4 separate regions of the Mus musculus genome follow, and all the other regions are linked to region 1. A link is a contact called in public HiChIP or PLAC-seq data. All regions are on one chromosome and are shown on one strand. The core of a region is the stretch at or near the end of the contact, and the rest is flanking DNA. Distances in the headings are between cores, read along the strand shown. Region 1 has its middle 39 kb from the start of 4930563J15Rik. Region 2 overlaps Gm46230 (a long non-coding RNA gene). Region 3 has its middle 56 kb from the start of Gm51769. Region 4 has its middle 31 kb from the start of Gm40681.

Region 1 (3,089 bases), core at 278-2,777:
GTCATGAGCTGGGTTTTTACTCCAGACTCCTGGAATCTTTCTTCTCAGCAGGTTAAGAAGACAAGTTGGGTATACCATCTCTCTGCCTTAAGCCCTCCATTTGTCTTCCAGCACAAATGGACACTCACACACTTCACCATGCCTGTTTTCCACAATGTTCTCACCTTAGGTCATCACACCATGTCCTCCAATGCTCGTTAACTCTCCCTTGAATGCTGCCTATCTCTTTGATTCCTTTGTTGGAGGTAAAGCTTGCTCTGACCTCACTTTGCCTTGTCTTCAGAGGGCAGTTTACCATGTCCAGGGGTGATGTTAATCGCTCCTTATCTAGGTGTGGATTCCCTTTCTCACCTCCTGAATGCTATGCTTTGACAGTAAGGACTTCACTTATTGGTCACATAATCCTAATGCCTAGATCAGTGTCTGGAACCTAGTCATGGTTAGGCATTTCTTGTTGCACTCCTGAATGGGTTATGGAAAGAGACCACAGGGTTGTAGGCCAAGTCATGTGAAGACTCAACAAGGTAATGTTTCTAGAGATAATGGGAAATGCACAGTAAAGACTCCAATAAAGACTGGTGGTAAGGGGTGTTCTAGAAGCATGGGATTCTACAGACCTTCTAAGAATTTGTGGCCATATTAGAATTCAGATCAGTGTCCATAGCAATAATGGTTGCCAAGGCCAAAGTCAAGACCATGGCAGATAATATGAGTTGAATGTAAGGCACATTGGGGTTGTTTCTTAGATGGCAATTTATTTACCTTCTTGATGGAGTAGAGCTATTGTAGGGCCTGAGTAGCTTTGAGGCTGACCTTGATTCAGAGAGGATAAACTCTTTTATCCCAAGAGGCTGTAGATTAGGTCAGCCTGCCAGGAGACCTTTATTGATCAGTCCATTTAAAACTGTGAGGTCTAAGGAGAGACACATTCCTCCCTCAACCAGCACCCAACACAGTATAACCTCCTCCCTTGCATATCATTCCTTCTTATTCCCTCAAATAGCCCAACAATTCTTTGGGTAAGATGTCATGATGCAGACAGCCCACCAGAGACCAGTGAGTTCCATGACCCATTCACTTCTCATGACGGGGAACTCCACTCATCAGCAAGGGGCTCTGGGCTGTCTGGGAATCCCCATAGCAGCAGTAATCTCTGTGGAGCTGAGCAACAAAACAATTTTCAGATTTAGCACCACGGCCTCATGAGGAGGGAGGGCTGCTGCTGGTGGCTCTCGGAAAAAGCAAAAGCCCAGATACTGAAATATCTGGGACGTAAGAGGTCGATGGCTCTAGGGGCTGGACATGCTGCAGACACTAAGCCCGGTGAGCCTTGCCTCACCAACCTCAATCCTACAGGGACATTTTGAGAGGCTATACAGCAGTCAGTGCAAAACCCAGTCCATCACCTGAAGCTAAGAGGCAGAGAGGCTTGGCGTGGCTTTCAGAGGAAGCGAGGTGAAGGTGCTTCTCTGCTCAACAGCTAAATAAACCACTCAGACCTTTCATGACTCACAAACCACAGAGCCCACAGTTGGCATGCGCCTCATCCTCCTAGTCTACAGATATTGACAGAGAGCCTATTGTGTGCCTGGCAATGTGCTGGCCCGTGTTGAAATGTAGTGGTAAAGCAAGATTCACTGTCTCTCCTATCAGTGTGGACATTACTCCGGAGTGGTACATCCTATAGCATGGAAGGTAATGGGTACTAGTTATGAGGAAACGGCTTTTGCCAGTATTTAGCTGTGACCTCGGACAAATCACTTTACTTCCTCACCTTCATTTTCCACCCCCCATCTCTATTTTTAAGGAAATGACATAGTACATACAGCCTAATAAGGCACAATTGGTTAACAAGTAGTTATATGCCAATAAAGGCTGGCTCTTCTTCTGGTTAGTAGAGAATTCCTATGAAGACACATTTTTGTATTGAAGCAGTTGAGTCTTGAACAAATCTACATACTTTTAGAGCTAAGACTAGAAAGAAAATGGAATAATTGGAAATAACATTTTTTGTTTCCTGTTTGAGGGTCTTTCTGCACACCTCTGTCTCCCTCTTGCTGTTCTGGAGGCCCCTGTTTTCTGGATCTTCTGGCTGACAGGCCGGAAGGAATCCAGGCAAGCTATGGGGACCACACTGGCACTGTTTCAGAGTGCAGGCTTCAGCGTTAGCCAAAGAATGATGCCTTTCTAGACATGGATGGGGACTCTCCTGAAAGTCATTGGTGCTGAGAGAGACACAGAGACAGAAAGGCTACAGCAATATACCCGTGACTACACGGGATGCTGGTCTTACTCTGTGAAGAAAGGATGGACTCTCTTAAGCTTTGGGGTTTGGGGCTATGGGAGAAGAGAAGAGTTGTTTCACAGTGTGTACCAAGCCCTGGATAGCATTGGGGCCTAAACTGAGAAAGGCAGCATAAGTACATGGAGAACACCATTCAACAAAAGGAGCTGGACTCACAAAGAAGTTTATAGACTTTTTATGCAACCTGAAATAATGCATTTGCTTCCTGCAAAGATTCCATGGAGTTAAAGCATAAGCTTCAGGCTAAAGAAAGATATTTACAATGCTTGTTACTGGCAGAGAACTCAAAACAGCATTTTATATCTTACACATCAATAGGAGAAGAAAATCCAAGAAAAACAAGCAAATCAAATACACAGGGGTGTAAGTACAGTCTCTTCTACTCTTGCCTTAGTTCCTGAATAAGGACTCTGAGACTTAATTATTTATAAATAAAAGCCTAGGCCATAAACTTGAGCTTGTTGCCTGACTAGCTCCTGACTTATGTAACCCTTTTATTCTATTGTATGTCTACTACAAGGCTAGTTACCTCCCCTCAGTTTCAGAGTCTGACTCCTCGGAGTCTGGGTGGCAGAATCTCCAAGGGTTCTTCTCTCTCTCTCTCTCTCTCTCTCTCTCTCTCTCTCTCTCTCTCTGCTGGATGCCCCACCTTCTAATCCCACCTCAGCCCATTGGCCATCAGGTTTTTATTGACAGGTGATACTTCCACACAGTACACAAGAGGTTCTCTTGACACAAGAGGGGGGGCAGGCGGGGCAGCACAGAAAAGGGAGCACAAATTGCT
Region 2 (3,089 bases), core at 362-2,861, 250 kb before region 1:
GGATTGAAGCAGTGTTCAGAGCCATAAGTCCAACATTGGAATATCACACAGAGTAGTTCAACTGCCCTAGAAGCTTCTGTAGCTACAGGTCATCCTTCCTCCCCTCTGAACTCTGACCTCTGACAGACCTCTTTCCTTCTCTGCAGCTCTGCCCGGTCCAGCATGTCATGTAACTGGGTCCATATGCCTTGTAGGCTTTTCAGATTGGCTTCTTTCCCTTCCGTATCTTTTCATTCTTTGGTAGCTCTTGTTCTGGGGTGGTGGTGGGGAGGCAGGGTCCCAGTCTGGCCTCAAACTCGGGCTGTGTCTGCCTCAGTCCCTCTAGGGCTTCCATGACAGATGTGTTCTGTCAACCCCAGCCTGATAACTCTTCACTTTCAGAACGTGTGGTAACATTCCTGTGCAGATGGGCTATAGCTAATTATCTATTCATCCAGGGCAGAACATCTCAGATACTTCCGAGTTTTGATGAACATCGGTTCTTTAAGCAGGTAAGGAGGACACAGAGAAATGGCATCAAAGTCTGTTTGAAGATTGATATTTAATGTGTAGGATGTGTATGTGGAGAGAGGCTGTAATAGAGAAGGCTAATTTTATTTAGGGAATCATTCCAAAACCACAGTGTGGATCCCATGTGAGAGGCACTTCTACTGTTACTATTGTGCTTGGAAACAGACATAAAGAAAAGCTGATTTATACACTCTCTTTCTCGCGCGCGCGCGCACGCACACACACACACACAAACACACATGGTGAGCTGATGAGATGGCTCAGGGGGAAGCTTGCTGCTAAGCCCAGTGACCTGAGTTTGGTCCCTAGGACCCACGTGGTGGAAGGAGACAACGACTCTGACCTCTGCATGCATACCGTGGTATAAACTCAAGCGTGCACACATGTACGGCCACACACATGCCATACATGTAAAACACAAGACGTTCTGTTGGGATGAATTTAAGTCATGAAGGTTTCTCTGAGAGTCTGGTGGAGAGAACCCCAGGCTGTGGGCTTGAGTGCTGTTTGCTCCTCGTGACTCAGAGAGAACCATGTGGCTTGTGCCTTTCTGAGGAGCCTCGCTGAATGTCTTGGAAGGAAGCCCAACATCGGAGGTGGTGGTAATGGCGGTGATGTGGCAAACTGTCCAATTTGTCTGAACACGGGGAGCCACCCTCAACTTCTAAATAAACTCAGAGTGAGTCACGCCAAGAACAGAGTCCACAGCCTCATTACAGGAGAACAATTGCTGCCCCTATTCAGTGCTGCTTATACTCACTGGGCTTTGCAGATGGAACAATACTGTCGGTGTGCCTGTGACTGGTCAGGGCAATATGTCACATAAAGATTCTAATGGCATCCCTGACACTCCATCTTTGACAGAATTTATTTCATCTGTTGAAGTAATACACTCTGGTGCTGAAGAGACAGATCAGCAAATAAAGCCCGTGCCGTACAAGCGAGAATTGGGAGTTTGGGTCCCCAGAACCCACATAGATGCTGGGTGGATGTGGCGGCCTGCTTGTAATTCCAGTACTCAGAAGATGGAGAGAGGGCACCTCAGGCCCAGAGCAAGCTGGCTGGCTAGAGTAACCATGTTGGTGAGCTCTGGGGAAGCCTGACTCAGTGAACAGGGTGAAGGGTTGAATGAGATCCAGGGAGGCTTTCAACATTAGGCTTAGGGCTCTCTCTGTCTCTCTCTCCTTCTTTCTTCTTTCTCTCTCATACACACAAACACACATAAACACACATATAGCAGCAACACACACACACACAGACAAGTGTGTGTGTGTGTTTGTGTGTGTGCCTGCCTACCCACTCATGTGCAAACATGCATACATGCACACACGCCATACACACATACGTGTAGAGTAACACAATTGTGGGCCCCATGAAATTGTCCCTTGAATGCGCCAAAATTGTTGATATCTCTGTCAGGACCGGTGTCCCTGAGGATGTCAGGGTTGACAGCCTGAAGAGCTTTTATTCCGCTCACTTTAATTCTCCCCTTCCTCTCTAGCCCCTTACTCAATACATAAGCTCCGTGGTTATGCAGATTGTAGAACGCCTACCTAAGGCTTAACGCCTAAAATCCCCATTTAAAAGAGAACATAGGATATCTGTTGACTTGTAGGGTCTGGATTACCTCAGTCAGGATGATTATTTTTTTATAGCTCCATTCATCCATTTACCCATAATTTTCATAATTCTTTTAACAGCCAAATAATGTTTCGTTTTCCATTTTTATTATTCATCCATTTGCCTAACCAGTCGACGGGCATCAAGGCTGTTCTCAGTGTCTGGCTATGGTGCATAGAGCAGCAGTGAACATGGCTGAGCAAGCATCTTCTCTGCAGTGGGATGAAGCATCCTTTGGGTAGATGATGCCCAAGCGTGGTCTAGCTGGATCTTGAGGTAGAGCTATTCCCATCCTTGCCTAGAACCAGAGCGCACTGCTTTCCATAGTGGCTGTACAAGTTTGCATTCCCACAGCAACGGAGGAGTGTTCCCCTTACCCCACATCCCTGACAGTATGAGCTGTCATTTGTTTTATTGATCTTGGCCAAGGTGACTGGTAGACGATGTAATCTCAAAGTAGTTTTTCTTTTTTTGATTTGCAGTTTGCAAGAGCATGTCGAAAGTATAAGGGAGTCTTAGGAGGGAGGTAGCTATTGTTAATCTGGGGCCAGCCCCACTTTTTTTTTTTTTTAAACAGGCTCAACAGCTCAACAGTGTGGGGATCTCTTTTACCATAGTGAACTATGAGAATTCTGACCATAGCCATGTCTTTGGAAAACAGATATTCACATATCTGGGAGAAATCCAAAGTTAAGTCATCCTGCAGGGGCAAAGAGCCTGTTGGTGGCAGTGCTACGTACAACAGAGAGAACAACACTCCATTCACCTCGTTAGTAAACAAAGTAGAGATAAATATTTACCATGAGAAAAATGTTTCACCGCCAAAGGTTCGAGGAAGCAATGCTGGTGATTAACTTTCTAGTTACGGAAGTTGACTGAGGAAGATGGGCAGGTACCCGAGACAGATTGCGTACAACAGTAGCCAGCAACTGATCCATGTACAGGGCTCTGTGAACTGA
Region 3 (3,089 bases), core at 354-2,853, 240 kb after region 1:
AATATCACTTCAATAAAGCATCAGGACACAGTGATGCTGACGCAATAAACACGTAAATTATTTTGATGTTTTCAGTGCTCTTGACATCAAAATAAGTACCTTTACATATGTCCCGATCCATTCCTCAGGGAGCGTTTTCTAGAGACAAACATATTTTTTGAAAGGGTAAGATGCAAGCACTACAGTTTTAGATATGCAACATCCAGTTATTCTAACAAACAGGCCAAGTAACTCCATATTGCATTTTCTCTCTTACTCTCATCAAGATTTTCATAGCTTAAAAAAAAAATCTATTAAGCTGGTGAGATGTTTCAACAGGCAAAGCTGCCTCTCACACAACCTGGATTCTGTCTCTGGAGCCCACATGGTGAGAGGAGAGAATCACCCCTTCAAATTGTCCTCTGACATCGACACATTTACCCCACCCTATACTCAAATAAATAAATAAGTCTTAAAAATTAAAGACTGCAATGTTGTTATCTGAGGGCAATTAATTCCCTTTGAAGTATCAGAGCTCATTCCCAACCTCCAGTAGTTTCCCTGATCCCTGGTCCAGAGCTGGATCTTTCACAGGGTCCCAATCAAACCTGCCCGTAGCCTATGCTTTAAAGGATCTCTGAAAGAATACTGTTTCCTCCTTCTATCCTGTGCTTTCTTTTTTAATATATATATACACATATGTGTATAGGTATATATGTATATATGTCTATGTACATATATATGTACATGTGTATATATGTCTGTGAATATATGTCTACATATAGGTATATGTATATATGTATGTGTAAATATACACATGATTAAATAGGTATATATAGGTATATGTGTGTATGCATGTATATATGTAATGTGTATATGTGTATATGTATGTATGTGTGTATACATGTAATATGTATATATGTATATGTGTATATGTATATATATGTATTTGTATATAGGTATGTGTATATATGTATATATGAATGCGTGTATATGTATATGTATACATATGTATATGTATATACATAATAACCTATATTATGTATAAATTCTTTGAGAATCTTAAATATATTTGCAATGTATTTTTATCATATGCATGCACCCTACTCTTCCCTCTATCGAACCCATTCTTCACCCTTCTACCTCTTCCCAACTTCATATCTTCCTTTCTTCTCTCTTTGTCTTCATATCTTCCTTTCTTCTCTCTTTGTCTGGATCTATGCTCTTCCTATATCACTGAATCTTTCTTAAACAGCTTTCAGGGAGCTGACTCAGTAACACAGACACACTCTTCCTGGCACACAAGGAGTATCTGGGCTAACCCCTGAGATAAACAGCGAACTGAGTTTCCGCTTTGGCAAAGCAGAAGCAACAATGGCTTTCTCCTGGCTGCTTGAGAGCACATAGTGGGGCTCCTATAAACAAACCTCGGGGCTAAGTGCCAGTACTACTTTGATTGTTCAGTATCTATCCTTAATCCAGAGTGAAGAAAGAAAGTGACTCATTCTGTCACCTACGACAGGACAGTCCTTCATTGTGGAACGTGGGCTGTTGGGAACGGCTTGAGTCCAGTTCTGAGAGGCTGAACTCCTCAGCTGGGTGCAGTGAGTTGTCTGTGCCAGTCTCCCCGGGCACAAGAGAAGTCCTTCGGGAGACAATGGTGGCCATTGTGGAGCTGGGGTGTGGTGAGAAGGGGAATGTGGGTAACGCCCACTGAATCTTTGCCAAAGACCTGCATGGCAAGCAAGGGCAGTTTTTCCTGGGATTCTTTTCTGATTAAGAAGTGGGAACGAAGCTAAAAGACTTGTTCCTCCCCAGGCAAGGAAGCCTCAAAGCTCTCCAGACAGGTGGCCAAGCCTCAGCGGGTTGTGGCGCATGGATGATGGGGCCTCTGCCCTCGTTTCCACTTTATTTTTTAACTGCTGTCGACCCTAGCCCTGGTCCTCCGCTGAACAAGTCCACCCATGAAGGAGTGAGCCAAGCTTCACCTCTCTGCCAAGCCATGAGGGGCTTTGAGGCCAAATTAAACAAGCTAATAATGAGTAGCTCAAATTGGGCAACTCATGCAAAGAGACAAGAACGGGCGGAGGCTGGAGGAGCAAAACAATGGCTTAAAGGGGTGACAAGAGTCAGACTCAGTGGCCTGATACCAGAGGAAAGGGAACCAGGTTAGGAAAGGTGGGAAAAGAGGTAACACAGTGCCTCACGTATTTGGGGTACTCATTGTTTACCCTGCCTCAGTCTGTTTGTAGCCAGTCTTTTCTGGGTACCCTTTGAACCACAGCTCAACTGGGTCAAGGGTGGAAGAAGCCTCTAAGTTGGTGATTCTCAACCTGTGGGTCGAGACCCCCAGGGCACATACTAAATATCTTGTATATCCAAAATTTACGTTATGACTCATAACAGTAGCAAAAATTACAGTTATAAAGTAGCAATTGAAATAATTTAAGTTGGGGGTGTCACTATAACATGAAGAAATGTATTAAAAGGGTGCAGCACTAGGAAGGTTGAGAACCTCTGCTCTAAGTGTATGGGCTGGGTCATGTGATGCTGTCCCCAGCTGGGAGATGCCAGGAAATCTGCATAGTGCATTATAGCCTTCAACCTTCTCTAGTGAATGGTTTGTTTCAGAAAAGATCCATGTGACACATGCAGTAAAATAAACTCTATGTCAGGGAACTGTGCATTTCCTTAGAAAGAAAAAAAATTCATTTATTTATTTCATTTCCCAAGAACAGTATCCAAGAACCTTTAACTTAGTCAGAAATTGTGACTAAGATCCATTTTTCCGTATCCTTCCCAGATCCATTTTTCCGTATTTTCTCTCATATGTGTGATGTTGCCTGTCATTAGGGTTCTCTGTGCTCATTTAGTTGGGCAACTTTGTTTCCGAGTTCATTTTCTTTCCTTCTGGCGGCTTCATTTAGAGTTGCAAAAGTCAGCAGAAAAATGGCAGTTCATAGCACAGCCCTCTAATCCAAGGTCAGTGCTACCCCACGAAGTTACCTGGCTCTGTATAAAATTAAAATGAAGGACCTTACAGTCAACAATTGTTAAGGATGCCCTAGAGCAGGAGGGAGTTAGGGAGCTATCAGAACATAGAGGCCTGC
Region 4 (3,089 bases), core at 339-2,838, 140 kb after region 1:
TTGTGCCTTCAAACAACTGCCTTACCCAAGGGTCAATGACGTGTACAGGTATGTAAATCCCTAAGACAAGGGTGTCATGAAACCAGCTACTCTGGCTTTGAACCCTATATTTTACATGCAATGTGCTCTGTCAATAGAATAATCTGCTATGCTATACGGAGTGTTGGGAAGACTTGGCATAGAAGACTTGTTCATCTACGGAAATGAGAATGTTCTCAGAGATTTATTCTTCACTTAGGAGTCAATGAAATATGACAGCTGATACACTATAGGCTCTGCTCAAGGCTCAGTCTCTCTGTGCAAAACAATTGGATATCGGTGGATAGAGCTGGTTAGTTGAGCCATCTGGTATTTTACTTGAAGAGCATCCAGATCTTGTTGGCCAAAGTCCATGTGAGTCTCATAACTGAGCTGATTGGGCCAAGCCAATTGCTCAGTTTCAGTGTAAGCAGAGTATACATGCTCTCTGTCTTTTTTTATTTCTCTTCTAAAATCATATACCGTGAGTATAGCATAGAGTTTGTGTAGAGTTACATGTGTGTGAGCATGTGGGTATGTGCACACACCTGGGTATGCATACAAATGTGTATGTGTGTGTGTGTGTGTGTGTGTGTGTGTGTGTGCTCGGCTATGGAGACCAGAGAAACATGTCTGGTGTCATTCCCCAGAGGACACTCTTACTTTTGTTGTTGTTCCTTTTTTTTAAGCCAGGGATCTCTGACTGGCCCCCTGCTTACCACTTAGGTTAGACTGTCTGGCAAGTGAGATACAGGGACCTGCCTGCCTCTTGCATCCCCTGGGCTAGCATTACAAGCACCCCTATACTTGCCGCCTTCTTCTTCTTCTTCTTCTTCTTCTTCTTCTTCTTCTTCTTCTTCTTCTTCTTCTTCTTCTTCTTCTTCTTCTTCTTCTTCTTCTTCTTCTTCTTCTTCTTCTCCTCTTCTCCTTCTCCTTCTCTTTCTCCTCCTCCCCCTCCTCTTTCTTCCTCTTCCTTTTCCTCTTCCTCTCCTCCTCCTCCTCCTTCTAATTAATGTGGGGTTTGAGGATCAAACTCAGGTCCCTGTACTTTCAATGTAAACACTTTGCTAACTAGGTCTTCTCCCTACCCCTCCCATATACTTTAATGTAATGAATTTCCAAAGAGAAAGAATGCATATTTCAAATGAAGAAGGTTTCTTCAGTGAGTAGGGGGTGTTCTTAGGAAAGCAGTTGGATCTGATAAATTTGCCACATAGATGCAGAATAAATAAAGTCACCTTACATTTCTAGACTTTATAAATATGTTTTCAAACCATTTGAAATGTAGTCATTCTCTCTGTAAACTACCCGCCCCCCAGTCAGTCAGGGCTGATACCTACGTCATGCACACCCTACTGGGGCAGACTCTCCCATAATGAACACTAATAGAGACACTCTTTGCCTTTGTTGAGCAAAGCAGTCATTTGGTTTATTAAAGCTTTCCTTTATTTTTTTTCTTTTATATTTTGAAGGGTGGTGCAGACCAGATTTCAAAACATGGCTCAAGGAGGCAAGAAACCATTCCCTCAAGTGTTTATGAAGTGAATCACAAATTCATTCAGCATGACTTCTTACCCAGAGAAATGAAGGCAGGATGGCAACAAGCTGAGTCTCCAAGCCTTCAACCTTAGGATCTCCTTGGGAAAGGGTCACAAGGGCAATTATTTTCAGCTGTCCCTGCCTTGCTTCCGCTGGCCATGGAAATCTCCAGGCAGGAGGAAGGCAGCCTCTGCCTAGACCGTAGACTGGCCTAGACAGGGCTTGGAAAGTCGGGATACAGTTTTCCTGAAGCTTCTTAATTTCCCCCATCCCTCCCTGATTGAAAACACCACTTATCCCATTACAGCATGTGGAAAGAGAGGGGAGAGAAGCAGGCGGATCTGAACTCGGGATAAAAATGACTTTATGGGGTTATTATTCTCATCCATAACAGATGACCATTTTCATGTCATTTAGCTGATTCCCCTACAGGCTCACTTGGAGAAATACAAAGTGCAGTCATCATGCTATTTATCTTGAGCCCCCCCCCCCCCCCGACGAGACCCGTGTACCTCCATGTAATGACTGGAGAGCTGTCGCTTGAGTCTTTTCTTGGAAATGTCTGGCCATTTGCTAGAGACCAGTTACCCATTATTTCATCGGCTGCATGTGAAGAATTCCCCTCTCTCACTTACACTGTGGTGAGTTCTAAAGCTTCAGACTTCCTCCAGTGTCTGGGCACTGTCTGGAGACATGGGTTCTAAGGAAATCTGTGGATTCATGCTATTCCTCTTTTTTCAGGTGACAGCTGCTTCTTGCCCGGCAAAGCTTCAGCACGAGCTCCTAAGTACCCCCAGCCATCTTGGATTGGGAGCACTTGGTGAAATTTGAAGATGACCTGTCATTCAAAGGGCACATAAGCACAACAGGTTTTGAATGAAAGAAGATGCTAGAGTAGCAAAAGCTTTGAGCAGGCTGCAGCACCCTAGTCGCTGACATCAGCAATCTGCTTATTATTATATTACTATGCAGCTGGATCTCCATCTGTGGCACTGCTGGCTAAGTATCATTTCCACTTTATGTAAAGAACATGGATTCGGTGCTGTGTCTCCTGAGCTAATGAGTCAGATTTCGAATGAGTCTCTTAGCCGTGTCTATATAGGAACGAGGTGAGTCCAGGCTACGGACCAACTTCCAGGGACTTGGATAAAAGAAAAAAAAATAACTTGACTCACTCTCAGTGTAATCTGGTCAGAAAAGAACCAGAGAGTAAGTCAGAGAATGGGGAACAGTGTATGTTCTCATGGGTTCGCACAATGCACACCCTCTAGTGATTTTCAGAACTGGATTCCTGAGGAACTTCTGACATGAGGCTAGAAAGGGGAAGAAGCATGGGGCCTGTAAGCCCTGGGATGTCCTCAGTGGAGTATCGCAAACTAAACCAAAGAAATCCAAGGCTGCTTCATCAAAATAGGTTGAGGCTGTCTAAGGAAAATCATTAGCTCCTAACAAGTCACATAAGTATACGTGGACAGAAAGTATCTAATACAAATATAGCTGTAGCACAGAGTGTTTACATAATAGGCCATCAT

What was found. HiChIP or PLAC-seq counts read pairs in DNA pulled down with a chosen protein or histone mark.
Region 2: a FOXA1 HiChIP or PLAC-seq map of pancreatic cancer cells shows a contact between it and region 1. The contact joins two enhancer-like sites. A contact is called at or near these places in 1 of 15 datasets of contacts at CTCF or cohesin (the NIH/3T3 cell line) and 1 of 115 datasets of contacts at active chromatin or transcription factors (pancreatic cancer cells).
Region 3: a contact with region 1 is called in an HNF4G HiChIP or PLAC-seq map of pancreatic cancer cells. The contact joins two enhancer-like sites. A contact is called at or near these places in 1 of 15 datasets of contacts at CTCF or cohesin (the NIH/3T3 cell line), 2 of 484 Hi-C or Micro-C datasets (cortical neurons and embryonic stem cells) and 2 of 115 datasets of contacts at active chromatin or transcription factors (the NIH/3T3 cell line and pancreatic cancer cells).
Region 4: a contact with region 1 is called in a CTCF HiChIP or PLAC-seq map of the NIH/3T3 cell line, with 13 read pairs. The contact joins two enhancer-like sites. A contact is called at or near these places in 1 of 15 datasets of contacts at CTCF or cohesin (the NIH/3T3 cell line) and 1 of 484 Hi-C or Micro-C datasets (embryonic stem cells).

What each region holds. Positions count from the first base shown.
Region 1 is chr10:67,609,339-67,612,427 of GRCm38.p6, forward strand. No RefSeq gene overlaps it. Among named protein-coding and RNA genes, the nearest start is that of 4930563J15Rik, 39 kb to the left of the region's middle. Within about 2 kb of position 1,528, at least 58 of the 459 cell types and tissues checked have an H3K27ac peak or open chromatin away from gene starts, as enhancers often do. A contact at or near this core is called in the NIH/3T3 cell line and pancreatic cancer cells, where this site is marked.
Region 2 is chr10:67,359,905-67,362,993 of GRCm38.p6, forward strand. All of the region lies in intron 2 of Gm46230 (a long non-coding RNA gene), which reads left to right. Among named protein-coding and RNA genes, the nearest start is that of Gm46230, 11 kb to the left of the region's middle. Within about 2 kb of position 1,612, at least 41 of the 459 cell types and tissues checked have an H3K27ac peak or open chromatin away from gene starts, as enhancers often do. A contact at or near this core is called in the NIH/3T3 cell line and pancreatic cancer cells, where this site is marked.
Region 3 is chr10:67,844,573-67,847,661 of GRCm38.p6, forward strand. No RefSeq gene overlaps it. Among named protein-coding and RNA genes, the nearest start is that of Gm51769, 56 kb to the left of the region's middle. Within about 2 kb of position 1,604, at least 64 of the 459 cell types and tissues checked have an H3K27ac peak or open chromatin away from gene starts, as enhancers often do. A contact at or near this core is called in pancreatic cancer cells, where this site is marked.
Region 4 is chr10:67,745,968-67,749,056 of GRCm38.p6, forward strand. No RefSeq gene overlaps it. Among named protein-coding and RNA genes, the nearest start is that of Gm40681, 31 kb to the right of the region's middle. Within about 2 kb of position 1,589, at least 29 of the 459 cell types and tissues checked have an H3K27ac peak or open chromatin away from gene starts, as enhancers often do. A contact at or near this core is called in the NIH/3T3 cell line, where this site is marked.